Regions from separate parts of the Ovis aries genome. Here all the other regions are linked to region 1. A link is a contact called in public Hi-C data. All regions are on one chromosome and are shown on one strand. Each heading gives the region's core, a stretch centred on a gene start, on an enhancer-like site or on the middle of the called end of the contact. The rest is flanking DNA. Distances are from core to core; before and after follow the strand shown.

Evidence for each region. A called contact is a pair of places that touch in the nucleus more often than the background predicts.
Region 2: a Hi-C map of tail adipose tissue shows a contact between it and region 1, with 4 times the contacts expected there. The contact joins the enhancer-like site here to the promoter of SPSB1 in region 1. A contact is called at or near these places in 3 of 16 Hi-C or Micro-C datasets (blood, skin fibroblasts and tail adipose tissue).
Region 3: a contact with region 1 is called in a Hi-C map of tail adipose tissue, with 4 times the contacts expected there. The contact joins the enhancer-like site here to the promoter of SPSB1 in region 1. A contact is called at or near these places in 11 of 16 Hi-C or Micro-C datasets (blood, liver, mixed tissues and 3 more).

The regions. Positions count from the first base shown.
Region 1 is chr12:43,435,436-43,440,314 of ARS-UI_Ramb_v3.0, reverse strand. It overlaps SPSB1 (splA/ryanodine receptor domain and SOCS box containing 1), which reads left to right and starts at 2,250. Exons shown (of 4, transcript XM_060396510.1): 1 at 2,250-2,405. LOC105616528 (a long non-coding RNA gene) reads right to left here and starts at 2,111. Exons shown (of 3, transcript XR_006061479.2): 1 at 1,902-2,111.
Region 2 is chr12:43,252,031-43,256,909 of ARS-UI_Ramb_v3.0, reverse strand. No RefSeq gene overlaps it. Among named protein-coding and RNA genes, the nearest start is that of SLC25A33, 50 kb to the right of the region's middle. Within about 2 kb of position 2,014, at least 4 of the 54 cell types and tissues checked have an H3K27ac peak or open chromatin away from gene starts, as enhancers often do. A contact at or near this core is called in tail adipose tissue, where this site is marked.
Region 3 is chr12:43,280,996-43,285,874 of ARS-UI_Ramb_v3.0, reverse strand. LOC105606443 (a long non-coding RNA gene) reads left to right here. Exons shown (of 6, transcript XR_009595693.1): 5 at 1,019-4,640. Among named protein-coding and RNA genes, the nearest start is that of SLC25A33, 79 kb to the right of the region's middle. Within about 2 kb of position 2,779, at least 8 of the 54 cell types and tissues checked have an H3K27ac peak or open chromatin away from gene starts, as enhancers often do. A contact at or near this core is called in tail adipose tissue, where this site is marked.

The sequences.
Region 1 (4,879 bases), core at 1,001-3,500:
CTCTGTGGGCTCCTGTCTTTGAAAACTCTGTGTCTCAACACTGGAGGATTTGATGAGGAGTTTTATAACAATAGTACAAGGGTGGGGTTGCTGGTAAGCCTAGGCTGTGTACAGGGCCTGCAGTCCTTTGATCTGGTCTCAGATGATCTTTATTTTTAAAATTTTTGGCCATACAGTCAGGCATGTGGGATCTTAGTTTCCCCACCAAGGATTGAACCCAAGTCCCCCACAATGAAACAGAGGAGTCTTAACCACTGGACTGCCGGGGAAGTCCACCAGGTAATCTTTCTGATGGACTTTGGCTTCTTCAGTCTGGCCTCAGGTGGTCTCCCAAGGTATGGAGAATGCTGACATCTTCCATTTGTTGGGTTTCAATTCTATGTACTCAGTGTACTCAGTCATGTCTGACTCTTTGTGACCCCATGGACTGCAGCCCACCAGGCTCCTCTGTCCATGGAATTTTCAAGGCAAAACACTGGAGTGAGTTGCCACTTCCTACTCAAGAGGATCTTCCCCACCCAGGGATGGAACCTGAGTCTGTTGTGTCTCCTGCATTGGCAGGCAGATTCTTTACCACTCATGCCCCATCAAGGGCTTTAAGATACTGTTAAGTGTGTCCCTTGGGCTTCCCTGGTGGCTCAGATGGAGACCCGGGTTCGATTCCTGGGTCGGGAAGATCCCCTGGAGAAGGAAATGGCAATCCACTCCAGCACTCTTGCCTGGAAAATCCCATGGACAGAGGAGCCTGATAGGCTACAGTCCACGGGGTCGCAAAGAGTCGGACACGACTAAGCGACTTCACTTTCACTTCACTTTCAAGTGTGTCCCTTGAGGCAGAATGAGGACCCTACCCCAAGGCTGTTTCTTGGTTGTTCCTCCCTTGACTCTGCATTGCCCCTCTTCCCGGATATGCAACTGCTTGAAACAGCCCTTTAGAACTCAGGGGAGGTGCTGGAGGCTGAATGGAAAGGCTCCCTGTGCCCAGGAACCCCTACAGGGCTCACTGTCTGATCTCTACAATCAGTGTAACAGTTCTGCCCTTACAGTATGGTAAAGATGAAATTAGAGCAACATTCTTCTTAACAGCTTCTCCAATGTGAATCTTCCATGCCCTTGTGAACACTACTACACACTACTGTGGGTGGAGGAATGTAAAGAGAGTCTTTAAAAAGTTCTTTCTTTAAAATCTTCCCAGTTCTAGAGTGCAAGTGACTGCTCTGTTGAGGGGAGTGGAGGAAAACTCCTTCGGTGGCTACTGACACTTTTACACGGACAAGTCTTGGTGGGGTCGGGGTGGTGGGTACCCACGTGGCACTCTTTCATTCATTCAACAAACATTCATGGGGAACCACCAGCTGTATGCTCAAGCCCATCAAGAAGCTGGTGATGCCCCGGTACTGCCCCCCCCAGGGTCTGGGAATCCCAAGACACCCTCCCTGGGCCCACCTAGATGGAAATGCCTCAGTGGGGGGTGGGCTCCAGCAGGACTGACAGCCCTTGGATCATCTGCTGGCCAAAGAACTTTTAGTTTCTGATCATTTGAGATGAGGGTTTCCTAGGTGGCTCAGCAGAAAAGAATCCACATGCAGTGCAATAGACGTGGGTTCGATCCCTGGGTGGGAAGATCTCCTGGAGAAGGCAATGACGACCCACTCCAGTATTCTTGCCTGGAAAATCCCATGGACACAGGAGCCTGGTGGGCTACAGCCCAGGGGGTTGCAAAGAGCCGGACAGGACTGAGCGACTAAACAACAAGCAAAGCCTTGCTGCCAGAGTTATTGAAATAACCCTGACCCTCCCAAGAGACCAAAAAAATTATTATTAGTAAGCCCCCGCACCCCGCCCCCACGCTGGCCCAGCACCGCTGCAGCCCTCCGGGTGTTGCAACCAAGGCCTCTTACCCAGCGGAGGCTGCCCAGCGTTTCCCAAAGACGCCTCCGGAGGGACCACAGCCTCGGCGCCGCCCGGAGCGCCCCGATGGCCTCCGGGTGGGGCGATGGAGCAGGCAGAGGAGGGGGGCGGCGGCAGAGGCGGTGGAACGACCGCCGGGCACGTGACACACCACCCGCCCCGCGCCCCAGCCGCGCACGGCGCCCCCCGCGCGGCAGCCTGAGCCCCAGCCGGGGGCGGGGCGAGGCAAGAAGAAGAGGGGAGGGGAGGGGAGGGGAGGGGCGGGACGGGGGCGGGCTGGCCCCGCCCCTAGCTCGTTCCTTTTTCACTTTAAAGCCTTCGGTTGCATTTTCTTCTTTGCACCGAAGTCGCGCTCCGGCATCCAGCGCGCTCGCAGCAGGCACCAGGCTCCAGCGCTGGCGCCGGGGCCGCGGGGAGGAGGCGACTTCGCTCCCTGCGGCGGGAAGCCTCCTCGGTCCCGGAGAGCGGGCGGCGGCGGCAGCCTCCCCGGAGCGGTAGGCAGGGCCGGGCACGGGGAATGGGTGGGTTGGGGGTCCCAGCCGGGCGCGCGCTAGAGTCGCAGCACCTGGGGACCGAGTGGGCACCTGGGCGCGGGGCTGGGGTGGCGTCTCGCCTGGAGACCCGGTACCGGTGCATGGGGAGCCCTTCTCTAGGCATGAGTCCCAGGAGAGGGGCCTGGGGCGCCGCCCAGCGCTGCTGCGGGTGCTGCCCGTGCAGGCGCGGGCAGGTCGCACGGCCCCGGGCCCCACCTGCGGGGACGAGACGGGGCGGGAGTCTAGGAGGCCCCGGAGACCGTCGGACCCGGGATTGAGCCTTGGCGACTGCAGACCTAAGAAGGAGCCCGGGACGCACGGCGGCCCCCGGCGACTTCTAGGTGGCCGGACTCCGGGGGGTGGCCTCAGGACCATCCCTGCGGCGGAGGCCGGGGCGCCGACCTGCCCCTTCCGCTCAGGGGCAGCCCGACCCCGCTCCACGGAGTTACTTTCGCTTTTCCCGCCAGCGGGGGCCGGGATCCGCAGGGCGGCCCAACTAGCACCCTCGGGGGTCGCCAGCTCTGCCGGCGGCGCCTCCCCCGGGGAGCCCGCCGGGCGACACCCCAGGCGGCCCCGCCCCCCCCGCCGCCCCGGAGCCGCGGCGGCTGCTCGGGCAACCAGGGGAGAGCCGAGAGTTCTGTCGGGAAATCGATTAAAACAGAAAATCCAGAGCAGCCCGGGTCAGTCGGTGGTAGCTGTCCTGTTCAAGTTCAAGGCAGAGGCTCCCGGCAATGCTAACGGCCCCGCGGGGCGATGGCTTGGTATGCCGGGGAGGGACGGCGAATTGTGTGTGTGAGTATGGTGTGTGCTGAGTATGTGTCTGTGTGAGAGTGTGTCTTTGTGAGCCCGTCTGCGTGTGTGCGTGAATAAGTGTATGAATGTGTATGTGTGATGTGTTTGTGTGTGTGCGTGTGTCTCTGAGTGTGTGTCTTTGTGTGAGTTAGTGTGCACCTCTGAGTGTGTGTGTGGTGAGTGTGTCTGTGAATGTGTGTGCATGTGTCTGTGTGTCTGCACCTCTGAGTGCATGTGTGTCTGTGTGGCGTGAGTGTGTGTATGTGTGTGTGCCATCCATGGTAACCTGGCAGTGGGGACCGCTGGCTCCTGGATCCACTTAACTTGCCTTTCCCTGCTTGGTTCTCAAAACAGGGCTGCCCTGAACCAGGGTACGGGGAAGAGGGCAGGGTGCCTGGTACCAGCTGAGGAGGGTGCAGGCTCCTCCCTCCCTCTCTCTTTTTCTCTGAAAATGAACTGAACAGTTCGGGGGTGAGTTGGCAGGGGCCGCTTCCTGAATGAGTAATATTTAATTAAATGCTCTAGCCAGTAGCATCAGAAACTGGTCATGAGTTGAGTTTTAACAGGTGTTGATGGTAAAAAAGCATCTCTGGTGACTAAAGCCTGGTGTCCTTGAAAGAATTCTCTCCTGGGTAGAACATTTAGGGGGGGCAGACCTGGAATCCTGGTTTGGGTGTGAGGACAGAAAGCAAGCGAGGGGGCGGGACTGTCCCTTCCCTTTCTGATGAACCGGTTCCTGACACCACCCCCTCCCCAGTGGCTCCTCCACTGAGGAATCACAGAGCTGGGGAAGCCGTGTCTTATTAATACTTATGTGGCATTCATCTGGGCCGACCCTTCCTTTCCTGGCAGAGGCCCAGAGAGGGTGGCTGGCTTACCCAGACTGCACAGCCAGAGCTTGTGGACCAAATCTCGGGAGCCCTAACTGTTACTGGTTGGTTACTGTCATTGGTTACTGTCGCTAGTGCTGAGATCATGGGCCGGGCACTTCGTGTCTCCCCAGATGTCAAGTGATGGGCTGGATCGGATCATTTCAGTTTTCTTGTTCTCTTACTGCTTTGTCTTCTGCAGAGTGTGCTTTCCCCAGTAGATGGAGAGAGAGAGAGAGAGAGAGAGAGAGAGGGATGGAGTGGCATGGCCTAATGCAATAATAACTCTACAGACTTCCTTTCCTTTCCCAGTCTGGCTCCCACTAGGGAAGCAGAGAGAATAAAAACAGAGGCACACTGACCGCAGTGGCTCTGACAGTCACAAGCAGGGCAGGCCTGGCGTCAGGGAGGTTGGGGCTTTAGGGAGAATCAGTGGGTTCTGGGGCTTATTAGGGAGAAGTGGTTCTGCCTGGGGTCCCCGATGATGTCACTTTGGAGCTGGGAGAGGCTACTTTCATTGGGCTGCTCCAGCAAGTCTGAAACCACCCTTCTGTGGGCTCCCTTGGGTTGCCTGGTAAAACTCTGACATGCCCTGGGGAGCCATCTTCCTTTGAAGCAGGGGAGGAGGGTAGGTGTCCAGCTGGTGGAGGCCCACACTGCCCGCTGCTTTGCTGAGAATGATGGCTGCATGTTCCCTCAGGGCCGTACCTTCTCCCACCTTCCCTCTCCTCCCGGGTGAGCAGAGACTTGCCTGCTTTGTATTTTCACATTTAG
Region 2 (4,879 bases), core at 765-3,264, 180 kb after region 1:
AGGTTGAGTAAGTTGCCCAAAGTCATACAGCTGCTAAGTGGCAGGGTGACGTTTGTATCGCAGCAGTCTGGCTGTGGTCCTACCCTTAGCCAGCCCATCTGCCAACAAGCCAACTCAGAGGTCAGAGGTCAGAGGTCAGCCAATCCAAGGGCTCTGTGCAGGGTTGTGGGGCTCCCAGGATGGACAGCTTCGTCTCTGTCCACTAGCCATCAGGGGTGACTCCAGGAGCCAAATGGGTTCCTCCAATGGAGCAGTGAGAGGTGGCCTTCCCGACCCACAAAACAAAGTTTTACACTCGCTCTAGATGAACTGTTTATTCCTGAAGGAAAAGCAGCACGAGGAAACCAGATACTAGGTGAAGAGCGTCCAGTTCTGCCAGTGAGAGGGGATGGCGGCTCCAGGGCCCGCGCTGCCCCTTCCATGCAGACCACTGACCGCAGTGCGGACACCAGCCAAAGGGAGCTGTCCTGAGGCCCCTGTGGCCACACCACCAGCTCAGAGTTTGCTGCCTCCCTAGTGAGAGCTGACTGGCTCCTGGGAAAAAGAGCAGGCAGAATTCTAGACACAGGAGTGGACCACATTCCAAATGGTCTTTGCTGTCAGAAAGGGGCAACTTCTGGTGGTCCAGTGGCTAAGACTCCGTGCTCCCAACTCAGGGGGCCCAGGTTCAATCCCTGGTCATGGAACTAGATGTACATGCTGTAACTAAGACCCAGCGCAGCCAAATAAATAAAAAGAAAGAAAGGGGCAACTTCTGGATCAGAAAATTAAATAAATATATATTTTTAAATCTTCAGTGTACATGGGCAAACACAGTAAGTCTCTCTCCAGCCCCTGTCCACCCTCAGCCACCCATTTCTCTTCCCAGAGGCAACCTTCTGGAGTTCACCAAAGCGCTCTTCTCATACGTGTCACACGCGTGGTTCCAGTGTTCCACACGCAAGGTCTGGAATCACCAGCTACCTCAGATCAAGTCACTTGCTCTTTGGGGGCCCCAATATTCTCAACAGCAAATCAGGGGAACAGACAAGATGATGCAAATCCTTCTGCCACTCGAAGGGTCAGCTTCAAATAGTAAGGACGATCAAGGAGGTAATGGACATGAAACTGCCTTGTCAACCAGAAACGTTGAGGCATCACAACCCAGTGGGCAGAGGAACCATAGAAATCAAAGAAACTGGCCCGGGTAGGACCGTTCCAATATCTGCTTGGCTCAGGCCAGAGGCCAGAAGCACATGTGTTGTTTACCCCAGGATTCCAACAGCACCCTCCATCCTCTTCTCCCTGGGTAGATAAAGATGCTCTCCAGCCAGCTCATCTATCTGCTCCTCCTTGCTAAGCTCTCCTCTGAGCCTGTGCTCACGGCCCAGAACTCCATCCACCACCCTGAAGACCTGGGTTGCAAACCCACACGGCACTTCCAAACTTGTGAAAGAGACAAGGGGCGTGGAGATGAAGCATCTGAGTTGGGGAGGAGGTGGTCACTCCCAACAGAGCAGCTTCTAAGACTTTGATCTTGCCAAATGTTTGCCTTAACGAGCCATGAGGCACGTCCACCGCCCTTCGGAGGCTATTTGTTTCTTAAACAGGCTCTTTGCCCAGAAACCATCTTATCCACAGCCTATCGCTTTCTTTTCATAATATCACACCATTACTCCTACTTATACCCTCCCAGACTCCTCCAACCTCTCCTTCCATCTGGGACCCTTCGCATCTGCCAAATGGAGGCCATAACTCCCCGAAACCCATGCTATGGCCAAGCTGTCGTTTCATCTTCACTCATAATCAGGCCCTCCAACCTCTTCATCACATTTATTGCCTTCGTTCCTCAAAATTCCCTCCAGAGTCACTGGTGAACTATGTGAAGACCCAAAAGAAAATTCTCCTGGTAAGAAACATCTTCTTATCTCCAAGGGTGCTATTTTTGTGCAAGGACTTCTCATCGGCCTGATTGCAGACACGATCTTGGCTGGATTGAGCATATTTGAGATACTCATGGAATCACATGTTCTATCTGAGCGTGAGTTTTCTTCCTGTTCCTGGCCTGCTTTTCTGCCCTCCTTGGATCCTCTTTATCAGGCTGTAAGAGGAAACTGCTTTGTGTCGTGATGTTTCTGCCTAAAGCACATTCAACCTGAGAAGCAAAGCCATGTGACTTAGCGGGTAATCCTGGAGCTCTGGGACCATCCCGACCCCCTCCCCTGGTCATTCCAGCATCCCAGGTCCCTGCAAATGCCCATAGAGAGGAACTTCCCTGGTGGTCCAGTGGCTAAGACTCCAGATCCCCGATGCAGGAAGTTCAGGTTTGATCCTAAGTCGGGGAGGTAAATTCCACATGACTCAACTAAGAGTTGAGTTTTTTTTTAATTAAAAAAAAAGAGAAATATCCAGAATAGGTATATCTATAGAGGCAGAAAGCAGACAAGTGATTTCTAGGGGCTGGAGGGAAGAAAAAACTGAAAAGAAAGTGAAGCCGCTCAGTCGTGTTTGACCCTTTGCGACCCCATGGCCTGTAGCCTACCAGGCTTCGAGGTCCATGGGATTTTCCAGGCAAGAATACTGGAGTGGGTTACCATTTCCTTCTCCAGGAGATCTTCCCGACCCAGGGATTGGACCCGGGTCTCCCGCATTGTAGCAGACGCTTTACTGTCTGAGCCACCAGGGAAGTCTGAAAGAACTGAAAGCAGCTGCTTAATTGGTGTGGGGTCTTTTTTTGGGGTGATGAAAAAGTTCTGGAACCAAACAATAATGGTGGTTGCCCGGCATGGTGAATGCCTTTAATGCCACTGAAGTACATACTCTAAAATGGTTTTAAACGGCAACATTCATGTTACATGTATTTTGCATGCATGCACGCTCAGTCAGTCATGTCTGACTCTATGCAACTTCATGGGCTGTAGCCCACCAGGCTCCTCTGTCCATGAGATTTTCCAGGCAAGAATACTGGAGTGGATTGCCGTTTTCTTCTCCAAGGGATCTTCCAGACTCAAGGATCAAACCTGAGTCTCCTGCATTAGCGGGTAGATGCTTTACCACTAGGGCCACCTGGAAAACTTATGTGTATTTTACCACAATAAAAAAATTAAATGGGGCTGCAGTCTGGCATTGCAGACTCCTCTTTGCTGACACACAGCTCAATCATCCTTCCCTGGGTAAAGTGGCTGGAAGTTAATCACTGTATAGATGGTGCCCATAAGCTTAAATTATACATAATAGCCCAGCTCTGGGAACCCTACTTCCCAGGTAATGAGCATTAAGCTAAAACACCTTTGTTAGCTCACAGGGAACATCCTGAGCAGGTCCATCAGTCAATGACTGCAGCCTTGTTGTTGTTCAGTAACCAAGTTGTGTCCGACTCTTTGCGACCCCATGGACTGCAGCATGCCAGGCTCCCGTCCTTCACCATCTCCCAGAGTTTGCTCAGATTCACGTCCATTGAGTCGGTGATGCTGACCGTAAGGTGATGCACAGAAATGAACACGTCCCCTCCAGAGTCTGAGTGGAAGCAGATTGTTTGAGTTTGCTCCCTCCCCTTTTAGTATAGAAAGAGCCAGAATTCTAACTCGGGCAAGATGGTTCTTGGCAGCGTGAGTCCACCATCTTCTCAGTTTGCTTGCTTTCTGAATAAAGTGATTCCTTGCCCCAACAACTCATGTCTCAATTATTGTCCTGTCAGGCAAGCAGTACAAGCTTAGACTCGGTAACAGAACAAACTTCAGCTTTTTCCCCCCTCAGTGAAATGGGGGCCTTGGGAGGTTTCGAGCAGAAGAGTGACATGATCTGATTCATGATTAAAAGGATCAGTGTGAGGCTCCCCTGGATCCAATCCCTCATCTGGGAACTAAGATCCCACATCCCACAACTAAGACCCGATGCAGTCCAAAATAAAATTAATTATTATTATTTTTTAAAATGATCAGTGTGGCTGCTATATTGAGAAGATTCTGGAAGAGCAAAAGGGAGACTCCCCAGGGGGTTATTACAGTAATTGGTCGAGAGAGGAAGCAGGAGAGGTGGTGAGAACAGTCAAATCCAGAGCATCTTCTCACGTCACCAAACTGAAAGAATTTTTCCGAAAGACTGGATGTCGAGTGTGAGAGAAAGAGCCAGGGATGACCCCAGCGTCTTCTGCCTGGGCCACTGGAAAGATGGAGTACAGATCACAGGGGTCAGGAGCAGACTGGGATGGGGAGGGCGGAAGCGGTTGTGCAGAAGTTAGCTTTGAACTTCCTGTTGGGCATCTCAGCAAGATGGAGAGGCAGGTGGACGAGGGAGGCTGGAGGCAGGGACAGTTCAGGCTGCACTGATGTCTGGAGACACTTGGGAGGCAGAAAAGGAGGGACCAGCAGAGGAGGCTGAAGATCAGCCCTGAGAGAAGCAGGAGAAAACCAGGAGCATATCATCCGTGACCCAGACAAGAGCCATTTCAGGGGAGCAGTGAGGGCAATCGCAGCCCATGATCTGGAACATTTCAGATTTTGCTCTGCACTGCAGTTCTAGAAGGAGTCTTCAGACCTACTGCCCATCTCCCTGACTGAAAGACGGCCCCTTGGGTTCAGTCTTTTTTTCTCCGCTCACCATTTTAACCATTCTAAAGTGTGAAATTCACTGTAACTATTTACAGGGTCATTCAACCATCGCCACTATCTGACCCCAGAACATTTTCATCTCCCCCCAAAAACCCCATCCCCATTAGCAGTCATTCCCAGTTCCCTCTTCCCCCAACCCCAGGCAGCCACTTATCTACTTTCTGTCTACATGGATTTGTTTATTTCCTTTCCTGCAAATGGAATCATGTAATATGTGACCTTTTGTGTCTGGTTTCACGCATTGACCTTCATGTTTTCAAGGTTCATTCGTGTATCAGTACTTCATTCTT
Region 3 (4,879 bases), core at 1,530-4,029, 150 kb after region 1:
CTGTAAACCCCCACGTGCCCACCCTGTGTTCGGAGTTGAGATCATTCTCCCACTGCAAGATCCCACTGCAGGGGTCCCTGCACCCATTGCCATGACCCCTGTTTAAATAAAAGTCTGCTCTCCTGCCCTCAGCAAACGTCATTACAGACTTCCCTGGTGGTCTAAGACCCCACGCTCCCAATGCAGGGGGCCCGGGTTCCATCCTTGGTCCAGGAAGTAGATCCCATGTGCCACAGCTAAAAGATCCTGCGTGCCCCAAATAAAACCCAGCACAACCAGATAAATTTAAAAAAAATTTTTTGTTTAAGTGTCATTGAATAGTTTTTTCTTTAGCAGGAGACAAGACAACCTAGAGCACGTCAACTTAGTATTTAATCACATGCTCCACGGGTGACCACCCTGTGTAAAGTGTAGAAAGCAAAGGTGGAATAGGCCTGTGGGCTGGGAGCAGACAGAAGAGAAAAAGCGCTCTTCCCCAGGACCTTGTAAGGGAAGAATGTACAGTCCAGGACAACTGATGGAGCTCATGGAGGGAAGAGGAGCAGCTCACAGGGTCAACTCTGGGGATGAGGAAGATTGGGGAAGGGAGATGACAAAACAGGGAAGATGAAAGAGAAGCTGTTTGGGGGAAGGAGAAAGTATGTTTTGCACGTATGAGAGACAGAAGTTGAAAGGCACCCCCCGGGCTGAGACCATTTTCTGAGCTGTGAACAAGAAGAGCCCAGTGGCATCAAGGCCAGAGCTGAAGGATGCTCTGGACCAGCCGGTCTGGGCTGTGCTCCTAAGGGAGTATCTCCAGGGGCATCACCTGGTCCTCAGCCCCCAGGGGTGATAAATTCTCAGTGTGCCTTTACTCTATAGAGGGATTATGAACTTACTGAAAGTTCTGGTAGGTTCCTGACCCTTCAGTGTTTGACTCAAACTTGGTTTCTTCATGGAACGCTTCAAAGGTTTTCAATGCAAATCCAAACTTTCTCCCTCACCTGCATATTTCTGTCCCATACCCATTTGGTCACAGGTTACTAGAAGAAGCTGGGAAACTTCCAAGTTGGATGCCACTGGTTTAGCCACTCTGAGCAGCACCCCCACCCACTGCCATTCAAGGTAATGAGGCTGGTTTGGAGGTGCCATGGGGAGACGTGCTAGGATAAGCACGCAGAGACATGCAATGCAAGTAAGTGTCTTGGTGAAAAACCAATGCCAAGTCCTACCAGAGGTAGACATAGGACCCAAGGGAGAGGAGGAAAGGTGGAAGAGAGGCCCCAGGTCTGCAGGGCACACAGGGGCCTGACAACAGGGTCACAGATGAGCAGGGAAATGCAAAAATACCAGGGGGAATGTGCCAAGTGTTTCATAAAGCAAGCTGTATTTCATTTAAAGGCCATCCAGGGATTTCTCTGGTGGTCCAGTGTTTAAGACTCCAAGCTTCCACTGCAGGGGGCATGGGTTCAATCCCAGACTGGGGAACTAAAATCCTACAAGCTGCACCACCAAGCCAAGAATAAATTTTAAAAAGACACACACACACACACACTGGTCATTCATTCTGAGAGTAAACAATTTCCTGGGAAGAGCTTTCCTTTTAAAAAATGATAAGAATAGGGAATTCCCTGGTGATCTGATGGTTAAGACTCCGTACTTTCACTGCCGAGGGCTCAAGTTCAATACCTGGTTGGGGAATTAAGATCCCATACACCTCACAAAGTGGAAGTGTTAGTCGCTCAGTCGTGTCCGACTGTTTGTGACCTGATGGACTGTAGCCCACCAGGCTCCTCTGTCCATGGAATTCTCCAGGCAAGGTTACTGGAGTGGTTGCCATTCCTCTCCCCAGGGGATCTTCCCAACCCAGGGATCAATCCTGAGTCTCCTTCATTGCAGGCAGATTCTTTACTGTCTGAGCCAACAGGGAAGCCCTGTGCCTTGCAACAGGGCTAAATTTAAAAGAAGGAGAATAGTATGTTGCTGTTGCCCTTAAAGTTCTTATTTGGCGAACATGAGAAGTGGTTCCATTTAAAAAGGAAACCATGGGAAGCCATGAATTGGAGAGCACCTCTCCATCACCCAGTTTGGCAGCAGCACCAAGGAGCCAGGCCCTCTGCGGGGGTGGGGCTCCAGAAGGATGGCCTGTGGGAGAAACAAGTTTTTCTGATGTCTTTCTGAGAACCTCCACCCCTACAACAACCACCACATGAATTCTCTGTTGTAAAAATGTCCCAGGACAGGCTCTTCCCTGGTGGTCCAGTGGCTAAGACTGTGCTTGCACTGCAGGAGGTGCAGATTTGATCCCTTGTTGGGGTACTAAGATCATGCATGCTGGACAGCGTGGCCCCAAAATAATTTCTTTCAAAAATTATTTTTAAAACTTGTGGGGCCTCCCTGGCCCCAGGCGGTAAAGAATCCACCTGCCAATGCAGGAGACATGGGTTCAGTCCCTGACCTGGGAAGACCGCACGTGGCTCAGAGCAACTAAGCCCTAGCACCACAACTACTAAGCCTGTGCTCTAGAGGCCAGGAACCTCAGCTACTAAAGCCTGCAGGTGCTCCACAACAAGAAAAGCCACCACAATGAGAAGCTCGTGTACTAGAGAGTAGTCCCTTCTCATTGCAACTAGAGAAAGCCCACATGCAGCAACAAAGACCCAGCACAGCCAAAAATAAATTTTAAAAATTCTTTTTTTAAAAAAGTTCCAGGGCAAAAACTTGCTTAAACTAGGCTGAGGGACATGGCGTGCCTCCCAGCCAGGGTAGTGGTGGCCAGAACACAGACCCCAGGGGACCAAGGCGAGCTGACCTGTAGAGGCCCTGGATGAAACCAGAGCTGCTTTTCCCATCCAGGGCCCCCAGCCATCCCAGGAGAGGCCCGGAGGGGCTCTGCAGTTAAAGTATCTAGGCTGTGCGGCCTGCTGGGCTGCCCTCCCCAGCGTTCCAGGCTCCCTGGAGCCCATGTGCACTGGGCCAGAGGGGAAGGCCACCTTTATTATCAGTGACACAGAGCCTAGTAAGGCCAGAAACACCCATGGATGGAAGAGGCACAGCGAGACTGGCCACCTGGGGAAACAGAGCAGCACAGATCCCCAGAACAAGAACAGAAGCATCTCTAGGACCCGGCTTCTGCATCCTGAGTGCAAACTGCACCGATGGGCAGAGTCAGGGGAGGGACTCCCCCAGATTGCACCCCTGTAACTTTTACATACACATACACACCTCACCATGGCACAACGCCTCTGGTTTCTCCCTGGTGGGAGAGTTAAGATCCATCTCCAAGGACTCCTGGGCTGGGCTCCCCCAGGTAGTATTCTGAGCAGCTTTTCACTCACCCATGGACAGTGAGAGCTGTGCTGATGGAAGGTCTGTCCTTGGACCCCCGTCCAGTCCATGAGGAAGAGGATAGTGGTCCAATTCCTGTGTGGCTGAGGGCTTCCGTCCTGCCCTCCTTTGAATGACCAGCAGCACCAAGAAAGATAAATGTCTTGGTGCATTTTCTTGGTGTAGTACAGCTGCACCCAAGATTAATGTGGATCCACTTTTTCAGATGCACTTTTTTTTTCCTGGATCTCTATGCCACAAAAGATCCCAGATGGGGTGGATGCTGTCCTCGGAAAAGGAGGAAATTATTTTTGAGTCATAAAATGGAATAGGAATCAAGAAGGAAACTCTTGCTTGCCGTCTGTGGTTCAGTACAAAAGCTGGTCATTTGATCAAAGAGCCTTTGTCAGGTCAGCTGAGTTTTCGCTCCTAAAACCATCAAGCTCCCCAACAGGCAACGTGATGCCTCTGAGTCATTTGCCAAGCGGCGATTGTGAGAATCTAGAAAGCGTCCACCCCCTCTACCTGAGCCTCTGAAATCTGGAAGCAAGACTGGGGGAACAATAAAGGAGTGCGGCGCCCTCTGGCGAGAGTGGATCAAAACATCCCAACTGAGCTCCCAGAGTGGGCGTCCAGGGCAGTGGACTCGAACCTCCATCTCCAGTCACCCAACAACATCTTCTCACCTTTGTGCAAAACCCAAGATGACTAGCTTTACTCATGATCCTTCAGAGTCTGCATCCTCAGACAGTGTGAAGCTGACGTGGTTCGATCTGGGAAAACCTAGTTAAGATGTTAGCCAAGTGGGGACGGAGGTGTTTATCCCAGGGAAGATGCAGAGACCATTGAAGGACTGAGATCATGGAAAGCCAGATGGGACCAGAGGGGTCCAGGCTCCTGGTCCCAAATGCAGACCGACCCAGGAAAAGGAGCCATGGCCAGTCAGCCGTCACTGCTGAGGCCTCAGGGTTCTCCATGGTGAGGAGGGACCAGGCAGACACCAGGAAGCCTCTGAGTTGAACCAAGCGTCTCTGTCCATCTGGGATAAAAGCACTTGTCAGCTTTGATTACAGAAATTCCAAGGAAAGATTCAAAACAAAGACGATATGCTTATAAAAAGGCCTGGTCTCTGAATAGCCCAGCAGCAGGACTCATCTTCTGGGTCAAGAGGAAAAGTCTGTGAAAGGCTAAGGAAAATGAATTTTGTGCTTTCCAGGCCTCAGCTTGACACCTAGAGGAAGCTGTAGGTGGACGCAGGCCTGACACTGCAAGAATCTCTCCAGGCTCAGATTTACATGTGTGATGTTTCCAGGTCCCACACCAAGATACCACAGGTGGGTGATTTGATTTCTGTAAATCATATATGTGACTGTTCAGGGTTAATCAAGGGCTCTGGGCATGAACCCTGAGGAACTGGGAAAGAAACAGGAATTTCTCTCTCTGCTATATGTGCTATTTGGGAACCTAGTTCCTTCCATGCATTCTGTTATTCCTTGGAAGGATCGGCCATGGACTCGGAATCAGACAAGAGGGACTTCATTGCAGGCTGACACCAGGAGGAGGCAGGTGGCCA